2 separate regions of the Mustela erminea genome follow, and region 2 is linked to region 1. Evidence: chromatin contacts called from public Hi-C data. All regions are on one chromosome and are shown on one strand. Each heading gives the region's core, a stretch centred on a gene start, on an enhancer-like site or on the middle of the called end of the contact. The rest is flanking DNA. Distances are from core to core; before and after follow the strand shown. Region 1 holds the start of TRAPPC9 (trafficking protein particle complex subunit 9). Region 2 holds the start of AGO2 (protein argonaute-2).

The links. Hi-C and Micro-C count contacts between places; a contact is called where the count stands out from the background.
Region 2: a Hi-C map of spleen shows a contact between it and region 1, with 2.3 times the contacts expected there. The contact joins the promoter of AGO2 here to the promoter of TRAPPC9 in region 1. A contact is called at or near these places in 2 of 3 Hi-C or Micro-C datasets (skeletal muscle and spleen).

The regions. Positions count from the first base shown.
Region 1 is chr16:82,073,116-82,076,065 of mMusErm1.Pri, reverse strand. It overlaps TRAPPC9 (trafficking protein particle complex subunit 9), which reads left to right and starts at 1,434. Exons shown (of 24, transcript XM_032316499.1): 1 at 1,434-1,582. It overlaps LOC116574987 (collagen alpha-1(I) chain-like), which reads right to left and starts at 2,630. Exons shown (of 7, transcript XM_032316018.1): 1 at 2,619-2,630; 2 at 1,742-2,220; 3 at 1,422-1,637; 4 at 1,134-1,279. The coding sequence starts at 2,630.
Region 2 is chr16:82,218,065-82,221,014 of mMusErm1.Pri, reverse strand. It overlaps AGO2 (protein argonaute-2), which reads left to right and starts at 1,385. Exons shown (of 19, transcript XM_032316691.1): 1 at 1,385-1,569. The coding sequence starts at 1,548.

The sequences.
Region 1 (2,950 bases), core at 185-2,684:
CATGGCATCAGACAACCCTGGATGTGAATCCCTAAATGACACAAGTCACTTGTGCAACCCCAGCCAAGTGGTGTGTCCTTTCTGACTGCAGCACTAAGAATAGTACCTTGCATGGGACTTAGGAAGACAGAGGGAGCTGCATAGTGGAGCTCTGTTCCCAGCACACAGACCTCCATCCAGGGTGGCTCTTGTAATGTCGGTTTTCTCTTGTCAGCCTGCATTCTTAATGCCACAGAGCAGCCCCTGTGGGCATCCTTTTGTGGTGTGTTGGAGGCACTCTCTCTCAGCGTCTGGGGACCTCTGTTGAAAACACTTCCCGGCTCTCTGGCATGCTGGAAATCGGCTTCCCCTGCTTTGCCCTGAAGATGTGTTCTGCTTGTAACTCATTCCTACTCTTTGGGAAACAATTCAGTAAAAAATTGTTTTTCCACTGACTCTGGGCAGGGATGAGGGATAGCATATTATTATTTTGTTAAAAAATATGAACGAATATTTTGTTAAAAAATATGAATAATAAAGTAAGTCATAAAACAGCACTGGCCCATAGCAAAGAGTCAATAAATGCTTGCTGGCTGCCAGCAAAGATGATGGCCCCTTTCTTTCGTGTCTGCTGTATTTGGTGAGGGGACGATTCTTGTTTTCCAGGACATTAAATTTTTTTTTTTTTTTAGAGTAGGTTCCATGATCAACGGTGTGCCTTGAACTCGGGACCCTGAGATCAAGAGTTGCCTGCTCTACTGACTGAACCAATCAGGCGCCCCGAAAACACTTTTTATTTGAAAACAAAACAACACAAAGCTACGCGGAAAGAGCGTCTTCCCCCGCCATCCCCTTCCCTTGGCCCTTTCTGGAGGTGACGCTGTTGACCATGTCCTTTCCAGATCTTCCCCAATGTGCTGTGTCGCTCTGAGGTCCGCACGTGAATTCCGCTTTCCGCACCCATTTTTAACACAGAAGTTGAAATCCCAAAGTGGCTTCTGGCCTCGGGAACAGCGGCTCCCACCCGCTCTGTGCCGGGCCGCTGCGCTGCGCGCCGGGAGCGGCTCCAGCGGGAGACCTGGGGACCCGACTCTGGCGCCCCCTCCCCGCCCCAGCGCCCAGGGCTGCGCGGAGAGCGCGCGCGGGAGGCTCGCCCGGTGTGCAGAAGCGGCCCTCGTCCAGCCGCGGGCAGTTCTCCACGCTAGTGCCCGCGGGGGTTGGTCTCCGGGGCGCAGGGGCCGGCGGGGCGCGGGGACGGCCGCCCCCCGCGCCCGCGCCCGCAGAGCCGCGGGAATCCGAGCTGCGCGCCAGGAGGGTTGGAAAGCGGCGCGGCGACCGAGCCCCTCCGTCGGCGCGCGCGGCTCCTCCCTCCCCTCCCAGCCCTCCTCTCCGCTCCCCTCCCCTCGCGTCCCGCTCCCCGCGTCCCTCCCAAAACCCGGAGCGGATTGCCGGCCCGGACCGCCCCGAGCATGCGCAGGAGGGTGCCGGCGCGGCCGCGGGTCGGAAGCGCCCGCTCTGAGTAGGGGGAGCGGTCGCAGAGGCTGCTCCGCCCCGCCGCCCGCCAGGCCGTTGGCTCCCGCTCCGGGCCCGGGCCGCCGGCTGCGTAAGTGCGAGGTGGGGGGCTGCGGGGCGGGGGTCGCCGGCGGCGGGAGGGCTGCCTGTGTGTGGCGGCGAGCGAGGGCGCGAGTCAGCGCGCACCTGCCGGGCCGGGTCCCTTCACCCCCACCCCGGCCCGGGAGCCTGCCCGGCGCCCGCTGCTCACCTGTGCGGGCCGTGCCGGCACCTGCCGCCCTGGGGCCCCGGCCTTGCTCCCCGCGGCGCGCGGCGGCGGCCCCCTCCCCACTCCGCTGCCGCCCCCTCCCCACTCCGCTGCCGCGTCCCGGCCCCTGGGCCGCGTGAGGTCGGGGGGCCCCCGGCGCGCGCTGGTGTCCCCGCAGGGCGGCCCGGCCGGCCCGGGGCTACCGTCCTGTCCCGGTCACCCTCGCTCTCCCCCGGGTCGAGGGTGCCTGCGACCCAGCTCGGCGGCCCCAGGCGCTGCGTGCGGGGACGGGAGCCTCCGTGGTCAGCGCCGTCCGAGCCGCGGGCGCCGGGGGGAACGGAGCGAGCCCGCGCCGCGCTTGTGGCCGCCTCCCCTCGCGGTCCGCGCGCGCTGCCCGGGCCGCCGCACAGGCCCTCTGACCTATACCCTCTGGTGGTCGGAGGGGCTGCTCGTTGGATCCCGTGCTTTTCCAGCGACGGGGACTAAAATGTGGACCGCAGGGCTGGCCTTCGTTCCCAGAGAGCCGGGCAGGGCTGGGACAGGCTCCGTGCACCGGCGCCCCTCCCCCGACTCTCGACGAGTGACTGTCAGTGTTGGAGAAACGGTGACCGCCACTTCCTCGTCCAGCCCAGCTAGTACTTGTTAAGGGGAAAGGACCGCAGTCCGGCCCGAGGCGGGAGACCCAGGAGTCTCGCCATACTCCAGATCCCGCAAGCCCGTGTGCGTGTTTTTCTTAAACCGCGTGGCAGAATAGTAGTGGAGAGGGACCCGCGGTTGTCAAGAAATGTTTTTTTAAAATAACTGCTCTATTGAGGTAGCATTCACAACCACAGAAAACACCCATTTAGAATGTAGGGTGCCGCGGCTTCAGTACACCCACCGTCGGGGCCATCCCGGTGCCAGCACGTTTTACCACTCCAAAAAGAACCCCCCCCCCCCCCCCCCCCCCCCCCGGTTGGCAGGCCCTTCTTCTGTTCTGCAGCCCCCACAGCCGCTCATTTACTTTCTGCCTCCAGGAGTGTACATGCTGTGGGCGTTTCATCTAAACCGAGCCTCACACTGTGCGGCCTCTGGTGATTCCCTCCTTTCCCTGAGCATCGGGTTTCCAAGTTTCCTCCAGGCAGCGGTAGGATCACTACTTGGTTCCCTGTTAGGGCTGAGGGATGTTCTCCGTTTGCATGGACCACATTTTGTAGTTCATTCCTTGATGGG
Region 2 (2,950 bases), core at 136-2,635, 140 kb before region 1:
AAGATCGGTGTCCTTTTAAGTTTCTCTGTGGAGGAAATCAAGGGTTCCTGGCACTTTTTTAGGGATGCCCTTGAGAATTGCAAAGAGCTGGCAGTGAGCCTATTTTAGATGCTTAACTCCTTGCGGGCAGAGCTCTTGTCTTCGCCTCACCCTCACCCGGGCCGGCCGGAGCACTCCGTTCTTAGCACCCAGTATGCAGGTAACGCACGTTTACAGGACGGAGGATGCGTGGGCAAGGGCGTTGAAACGACCGTGAGCACGTCTGGATCGCATTTCACCGTCAGACTTCCAGTCACCCACCATTTCGGAGAGAAGGGAGGTCACTGTGGACTGGCTTCCCTGGGAAAGGATCCCCAAACAGTTGGATCCAGGGGTCTGGAAGGATGGAGGAGGATTTGGGTGGGAGGGACGGCTTTGCCAAGTACAAGGCGGGTAAGTACCGAGACGCACGGAGGAGTATGATGGGGTCCGAGAAAGGCCCCGCGGGGAAACCCTGCGGAGGCCCCAGAGCGCTGGGGAGGAGCCGGGGTTGGATCTCAGCATTGATGGCAGCTAAAATTGACCAAAAACTTTATATATACAGTTCCAAGTTTTTTTCCCCCAGGATTATCTGGGTGCTTGGCCGGGAGGTGGCGGTGTGGTCGTGTAAGAGGGCCAGCACGCGTTCAAGTTCAAGCTCCGTGCTGGGAGCAAGCTTCCCGACATGCACGTTTCGGTAATAACTTGAAAAAAAAAAAAAAAAAAAAATCCAGGCGGGGACGCTGGGGCGCGCGGACTCCAACCGCACGCCCGCACCGTGTCCAAGCTCCCCGGGCCCAGGTGCGGGTAAGGGTGGCGGGGCCGTGCGTCCCTCCTCCCCGCCGCGGCCGCCGCTCGGGCCCCCGGCGAGCCGCCAGAACGGGCTCCCCACGCGCGCCGAGGCGGCGGGGAAACCAGGGGTGTGTTTTCTTTTCTTTCTTCCCGGCCTCTGGCGGCAGCGCCGGGCTGGCCCGCTCCGCCCAGTCGGGGAGACGTCGCCGCTCTGAGTGGCTGGGAGGGGCCCCCCCGCCCCGCGTCCGCCCCGCGTCCGCCCCGCGTCCGCCCCCGCGGCGGGCCCCCCCCGCGCCCCCCCCCCGGGCCCGCGCCGTTCCCGCCCCCAGTTCGCCGCGGGGCCGCGATCCCGCTCCCCCCGCCCGCGCCCGCGCCCGGCCGCCCGCGCGCCGACCCCGCCCCTCCTCCCCTCCCGCTCCTTCCCCTCGCCTTCGCCCCGCCCTCCTCCGCCTCCTCCCCTCCCTCCTCCCCTCCGTCTCTCTCGCCCCTCCCTCCCCCTCTTCCTCCCCTCCCTCCTCCCCTCCCTCTCTCTCTCGCCCCTCCCTCCTCCCCCCTCCCCTCCCCCCCCGCCCGCCGCCTCCGCCCGCCGCCCCGGCCGCGTCGGGTAAACCTGTTTGGCGAGGCGGCCGCGCCGGGGCGGATCGTGCGGCCGGCGGCTCCCTCCCGGCTCGCGGCGTCGGGGCCCGTGGCGCGCGCGCGGCCGCCCCTCGGCCCCGGAGCCCCTCGGCGGCGCCACCATGTACTCGGGAGCCGGCCCCGGTGAGTCCTCGCGCGGGGGCGCCGGCCCGGCCGCTCGCGCTCGTCCCCGCGGCGCCGGCGGCGGTTGGCGGGCGCGGGCCGGGGGCCGGGGGCCGGGGGGCGGGGGGCGGCGGCGGGCGGGGGTCGAGGCCGCGGCGGGGGGGGGTTCTCGGGTCGGGCGGCGGGGTCCCCGGGGCGGGCGGGGCGGGGGGGGGCGCGGGTCGGCGGGGCCGGGCCGCCGGCCGTTTCCCCGGGCCCCCCGCGGGCGCGCAGCCCCCGGCCTCCTCCGGCCCCGAGGCGTCGGGACGCCCCCCGTGCGGCCTGGGCCCTTCCCGCGCCCGGAGCCCGGCGGGTGGAGCCGGAGGCCGGGGCCGCGCGGCCCGCGTGTAGGCCCGAGGCCCGCGCCCGCCTCGCCCGCCGCCCGGCCCGGCCTCCCGCGCGCGGCCCCGGCCCCCATGCGCCCCGCGGGCCCCGGCGGGGATGGCGGGGCCCGGCCGCGCGGCTCGAAGCGCCGGAGGGGCGCCGGGCCCGGCGGCGCCGAGCTCGGGGCGCGGACGGCGGGGGCCGGGGACGCGCGGCTCCGGCGCCAGACCGAGCCCGGCGAGCCTGGAGCGCACTCAGTTTCGTTTTTCTGGTCGCCTGCGCTTCTGCGGCCCCTTCTCCGGGGGCGAGTCTGGCGAGGCTGAATTTCGGCCAATTCCCGTTGGTGGTTAGGACCCTGGACGGGACGGGAAGCGGCGCCTTAAAACCCTAAAAGTGCGTGCGTCTCATTTTCATTCCAGACGCGCCGGCTGCTTATTCAAGTGCTAATTGCCTTTTACAATTTACTAGAAGACGGTGAGGAGATGTGTTGATTCCCTTAGCACCCCGTCTTACTAGTCCGCTCTTTCTTTGGGAAAGTTCTAAAAAAACTTAAAGGAGTAACACATTTCCCCTGGTTTTAAATGCTCCGTGGAAGGGCGTTTGAGGTGCTGGGCCGAGAGAATGGTCAAGTCGTTGTAAAGCTTTTTTCCTTCTCCCACCAGGCACGTGGCTCCTAAATTTCCCCGCCGGCCCTGCCACTTGGACGGGGCATTGCCTGGCCCCCTCTTTGTCCGCCAGGCTCCAGCCGGCTGCAGGCCCCCGCAGGCGCCAGGCTTGGTCCTGGCCCCAAGCTAGCTGTGCTCCCCTGCCTGGCCCTCCGCAGCCACAGGCTGGTGGGGGCCCCCAGCTCGACCTGTTCCAGACTTGGTGCGAGTCCCGGGGTCTGGAAGCCCCTCTTGACCGGCTCAGGCCCCTTGACCTGGTCCCTCACAGCTGTCTGTTCACAAACAGCTCTATGCCTTGTGAATTCTGAGTGTCTTTTTTTCTGATGACACTTAATTTGGAAGCTGCCCCAAGGCTGAGTGAGACCAACTTTTAA